Linked DNA regions of Gossypium arboreum: region 1 is linked to region 2. Evidence: chromatin contacts called from public Hi-C data. All regions are on one chromosome and are shown on one strand. Each heading gives the region's core, a stretch centred on a gene start, on an enhancer-like site or on the middle of the called end of the contact. The rest is flanking DNA. Distances are from core to core; before and after follow the strand shown. Region 1 holds the start of LOC108473782 (protein EIN4). Region 2 overlaps LOC108473667 (phosphoribosylaminoimidazole carboxylase, chloroplastic-like).

The links. A called contact is a pair of places that touch in the nucleus more often than the background predicts.
Region 1: a Hi-C map of leaf shows a contact between it and region 2, with 4 times the contacts expected there. The contact joins the promoter of LOC108473782 here to the enhancer-like site in region 2. A contact is called at or near these places in 2 of 5 Hi-C or Micro-C datasets (both in leaf).

What each region holds. Positions count from the first base shown.
Region 1 is chr11:116,656,241-116,659,096 of ASM2569848v2, forward strand. It overlaps LOC108473782 (protein EIN4), which reads left to right and starts at 1,478. Exons shown (of 2, transcript NM_001330038.1): 1 at 1,478-2,856. The coding sequence starts at 1,478.
Region 2 is chr11:116,249,642-116,252,341 of ASM2569848v2, forward strand. It overlaps LOC108473667 (phosphoribosylaminoimidazole carboxylase, chloroplastic-like), which reads left to right. Exons shown (of 19, transcript XM_017775361.2): 3 at 1,073-1,362; 4 at 2,115-2,460; 5 at 2,606-2,700. The coding sequence starts at 2,207. Among protein-coding and RNA genes, the nearest start is that of LOC108473667, 3.6 kb to the left of the region's middle. Within about 2 kb of position 1,335, at least 2 of the 2 cell types and tissues checked have an H3K27ac peak or open chromatin away from gene starts, as enhancers often do. A contact at or near this core is called in leaf, where this site is marked.

The sequences.
Region 1 (2,856 bases), core at 228-2,727, 410 kb after region 2:
GTTATTCATCGCTTGATCAAATCTTACCGGACGATCAAATTTAAGAATAAAATTAAGGAATATACATAGGAAAAAAAATACATATACTGTTCTTATTCTTTATCCCTTTCTTTGTTTCTAGTGAAGTTCTTCAAAATATCAAATGAAATTTACTTTTTGAAATTTCACCGTAAATCCGATAATAAAACGTAAGTACACAAATAGTTGACATTATAAGATATATTTTAAATCTTTCTTGGAAGTTAAGTAAATTATATATATTTTAATAAAAAAGTACTATAATAAAAATAAGATTATTTTAGCATGTGTTTGATACAAGTGACACATTTAAAAAAAAATCTCAACAATTAAGTATTATACAATACTAGTGATTAAAAAAAAATCTAAAAATAATGATTTTATTATGTGACTGGGGAAGAAAGGGTGTCTAGGTTCTCTTAACATAGAACTTTGGTCTTTGTGGGGGTCCCTTACTTTTTTAAGCTCCTTTCATTTCTTTTTTTCTTTTTGGGGTTGTGTTTTTCTTGGTTGTTGCTAGTATTTTCTTTAATTAACTTTAAGACAAGTCCTCTCTCTTACTGTGTCCTTGTCCTTCAAGTCGGTTTTTCTAAACATTTCTTTCAATCTAAAGTGCCGAGAGAGAGATTTTATTTTTTCAGTCTTAAAACCATCTGCTAAGGGGTTTCTCTAAACAAGACCTTTTTTTTAGAGTGTTCATTTTTTTGATCTTGCTGAAAAAGAAAAAGAAAAAGTAAAAAAAAAAAAGGTGGGGTATTTGATATTTTCTTGATTGGATTTGGGGAAAAGTGCAGATTTGGTAAAATGGGTAGTGGTTATTTTCACTTGGGAAGTTGAAAGCTATATATATAATATTGGTGTTGATTGAGATTGGTAGTGCTTTTTTTTCTGCCAAAGGTTTGTTCTTTTTAACTTTGCTCTTTGATTCTTTTTCCTTGTTATTTCCATCTTGCTTTTGAGAGAGGTTAACAAAAAGGTTGACCTTTGATTCTTGTTGTTGGTTCCCTCGAAGTTTTTGTTATTCAATTGAAGAAAGTCGCAAGTGTATAAAAAGATCATCTTTTTTTTTTCTCGATTTCTTTCTTCTTTTTCCTTGTGGCTATATAATAAAATCTTGGAGGACTTTCAATAACTACTTCTTGATCGTAGGGGCTGAACAGAAAGGAAATTCTTGAGTTTAGAGCAGGTGGGGGTGTTTTAGATCTTGAAATCTAGGAAAATGATGTTACTTGCTTACATAGAAGAAGCTGTGTAGTTTTAGATCTTGGATTGTGGCATATGGGATTTTATTGTGTTTGCAAAGGAATTGGCTTCAGGAAATGAGTACTAAAGCTTTAAGTTGTAGTTAAAGGAGTTGCCTTTACTATATTTGGTTGAGTACTAAATTTTATATATTGGGGGTGTGGGAAGTTTGACATTTTCCTTGTATGGATTGAACTGGTAGTCACCTGAGGGGGCAATGTTAAGAGCAGTAGCTCTTGGCTTGTTGATTTCTCTTTTTGTGGTCTTGGTTTCTGGCACAGATAATGAGTTAGCGAGTTGTAATTGTGATGATGAGGGTCTTTGGAGTGTACATAGCATTTTAGAGTGCCAGAAGGTGAGTGATTTCTTCATTGCTGTGGCTTATTTTTCGATACCTATTGAACTGCTTTACTTCATTAGTTGTTCGAACGTCCCCTTCAAATGGGTCCTTGTTCAGTTCATAGCCTTTATAGTGCTTTGTGGATTGACTCATCTTCTCAATGGATGGACTTATTATGGTCCCCACTCATTCCAATTGATGCTGTCTCTCACCATTGCCAAATTGCTCACCGCCCTTGTCTCATGTGCCACTGCTATAACACTATTAACTCTGATACCTCTCTTGCTCAAAATAAAAGTGAGGGAGATTTTCTTGAGGCAAAATGTATTGGAGTTAGATCAAGAGGTGGACATGATGAAAAGGAAGAAGGAAGCCAGTTCTCATGTTCGTATGTTAACACAGGAAATCAGGAAATCCTTGGATAAGCATACCATATTGTACACCACTTTGGTTGAGCTTTCTAAGACCCTGGATTTGATCAACTGTGCCGTGTGGATGCCAAATGAGAATGGAACGCATATGAACTTGACTCATGAGTTGAAAGCAAGTTCTTCAAGGAGTAGTTTTCACCAGTCTATTCCGATGAGTGATCCTGATGTGAAGGAGATAAAGGGGAGTGAAGGAGTGAGAATCCTGAGACCAGACTCTGCACTTGGGCTAGCAAGTGGTACTGGATCAGAAGAGGCAGGTGCTGTTGCAGCAATCAGGATGCCAATGCTTCAAGGTTATAATTTTAAAGGGGGAACACCAGAATTGGTGGAGACTTGCTATGCCATTCTGGTATTGGTTCTTCCAAGCGCGAACTCAAGGAATTGGAGCTATCCAGAAATGGAGATTGTTGAAGTGGTTGCTGATCAGGTAGCTGTAGCTCTATCCCATGCTGCAGTTCTTGAAGAATCTCAACGAATGAGAGAAAAATTGAGTCAGCAAAATCATGTATTGCAGCAGGAAAGAAAGAATGCAATGATGGCCAGCCAAGCAAGGAACTCTTTTCAGAAAGTAATGAGTAATGGTATGAAGAGACCAATGCACTCAATTTTAGGCTTACTTTCAGTGTTTCAAGATGAGAACATGAACTTCAAGCAGAAGACTATTGTTGACACATTGGTTAAAACAAGCAGCGTCCTTTCAACTTTGATAAATGACGTGATGGAGATTTCAGCGAAAGATAATGGAAGGTTCCTGCTAGATATGAGGCCTTTTAGCTTACATTCCATGATTAAAGAAGCTTGTTGCCTTGCCAAATGTTTATCTGT
Region 2 (2,700 bases), core at 85-2,584:
TGTGGTTGCGGTTATCGGCGGCGATGGAGACGGAGAAGAAGCGGAGTGAGAGAGATGGTGGTGGCCGGGAAAGAAACTGAGATGTCTTGAAAGAAAAAACTGGTTCAGAGGTGGAGCTCGAAAACACAGCCATTGAGGTTTGTAGGAGCATTAATATTTATTATTTTCTAATTTTCTGTCACTTCCTCAAGAAATTTTGATGAGAAAAGCAGCGAGTTTTGGCTTCAAAGAAGAACGGCACTGCCACTTCCCTTCCCTTCCCCAGCCTGTCCTTCCTTTGGGTTTCATTTTATATTTTCACTTCTTTTTCTAATTATTTAATAAAAAATTAATTTAGTTATGCAAGACTGATTATTTTAGTTTAATTTTAATTTTATATCTTGTAATAATATTCATATAATTATATTTTCGTTATGCATCAAATTTGATCATTTTACCAATAAGGCCCATTTTTTAACTCTATTTACAGAAATAGATCAATTTTTTTCATTATTTACCAGAAAGGGTCGAAAAATACAAATTGCGTCCTTGGGGGAGTTATTTTGCCATGTTAGCACAAAATGTGCTGACGTGGCAAAATCGTTCTCTAGGGACATATTTTAGCCCATGTTTTAATTTTAATATTGAGTAAATTAGTACCTCTAACAAAATTTGAAGCAATTTAATCCTTGTCATATTTGAAAGTGAACAACTAAAAATAATTAATCACAAAGTTAATGCTTGCCATTAAATATCATTAGTATAATAATAAATTTAGTACTTAATATTTATATATTTAGTGTAAATATTGATAGAATGTGTAAATGTTGCCAGCTAAATTTATTAAATGATGACCAAACTAATAAAATGTGTAAATATTGTGAACTAAATTTATTAAATCAAAACTAAAATGAGAAAATGTGTAAATTTAGAGAACTAAATTAATTATTAAATCTATAATGGATGAAAAATATTGATATTGTAATTGCCTTCCATTAAATGCTCACAAGAATAAATTACTATAATTGCAGCATAGAAGTCCTTTTTCCAATAATATTAGATCACAATAACTAAAAGATGGCTCGATTTGTAGCCCACAGTTCATGAGGATGCGTGCAGTCTGCTTAAAAGCCCAAAGTCCAAAGCACAATTTGGAGAACACAGGCAAAGGGTTTTAGGTTTTAAGGTTCTTCTCTGCCTTTCTGATCGACGCTACTCTCTCCATCTCTGCTTCGAGTTAGGCTCATTTTGAGGCTTCTCTCGTTTTAAAAATAGAAACAACTTCAGACCGTGCCTAACAGCCTTTGTTCGCTCTTTGACGACGAAATTACCCTTTGAGTATCGACTCCAGCCACCATCCGTTTCTTCCAACTTCTTCTCCAGGTCACTTCAACCTTTTACTTTTCCTGTTCTTCTACTCTTATCACTCTGAATTCATGTATATAAGATACGTGTTTCCAGAAGTTCTCTTTTTTTTTTGGGGGGGGGGGGTTCTATGCTAAATTTGTTCTATTGGGTACTACAGTTTGTGATGAATATGTCTTGAATTATGCCTTTCTTTTTTGTTATTATTTAAGTTGGAGTTGGTTAGTTTAGCTTTGGGGATTACTCGTTTATGTTATTGATTGATTCTGACGTCTTCAAGTAAGAAAATTTGATCCCATTGAACATAAATCTTAGAAATGTAATGCTGTTTTTATGTCTAGTATAATTTCTTTATGTTGGGAATTTTTCAGTTTTTGCACTTCAAACATAAATCAGTTCTCATTGCTATTATTTTCGAATAAATTATTTTTTTTCTAAACATTTTTATATATTTCCCGTTCTGGTTATTCTTTATTTTGCCTATTTTAGTCGTTTTATTTATTCCGATTGGTCCTTCTCGGTTCTAACTTAGACAGTTTTGTTTCTTGCTTTGTTTGTTTGAACTTTTATTTATTTTCTATGCTTTTTTCTGGGATATTTATGTTGTTATTTTTGTCTTTAGTACCATATTTGTGCCTACCTCAAGGTTAGCTGAAACTTAAATTATACTTTGTCTTAGGCTTATGTTGTAATGTTGTTGAAGTTCTTTTGGTATGTTATGTTGTATGCAATGGTTCGAAATTGTGATCAAATTGTGTAACACTTCTTAGGTAATGCTATTCTTCTTTGGAGCCAAAACTCACTGCGTCTCTCATCAAAATTTCTTGGGGAAGTGACAGAAAATTAGAAAATAAAAAACATTATGCTCCCACTAACCTCAATGGCTGTGTTTCCGAACTCTACCTCTGAACCAGTTTTTTCTTTCAAGCCATCTCAGTTTCTTTCCCGACCACCACCATCTCTCTCACTCCGCTTCTTCTCCGTCTCCATCGCTGCTGATAACCGCAACCCTAGTCATCGCCTCTGGCACTCTTCTTCTTCTTCCTCGAAACTCTACAATCCCATCTTCGCTTGCCGCGCCTCACATGACTCTCACGAGATCAACTCCTCTCGCAGGTTTTATATTCTTCTGGCAATTAATTTATTACCCTTTTTCTTGCTTTTATATGTTTCCAACGAAAACAAAAGAATAAAAAATTTGGGTCTTTTTTGTTATCGTGAATTATTTACTTTCAAATGGTTTTTTTTTTCTTTTTTGTAGGAAGGATGATGATTCTCCAGTTCATGGTCTATCCGAAAAGATAGTTGGTGTATTAGGAGGAGGGCAATTGGGTCGTATGTTATGCCAAGCGGCTT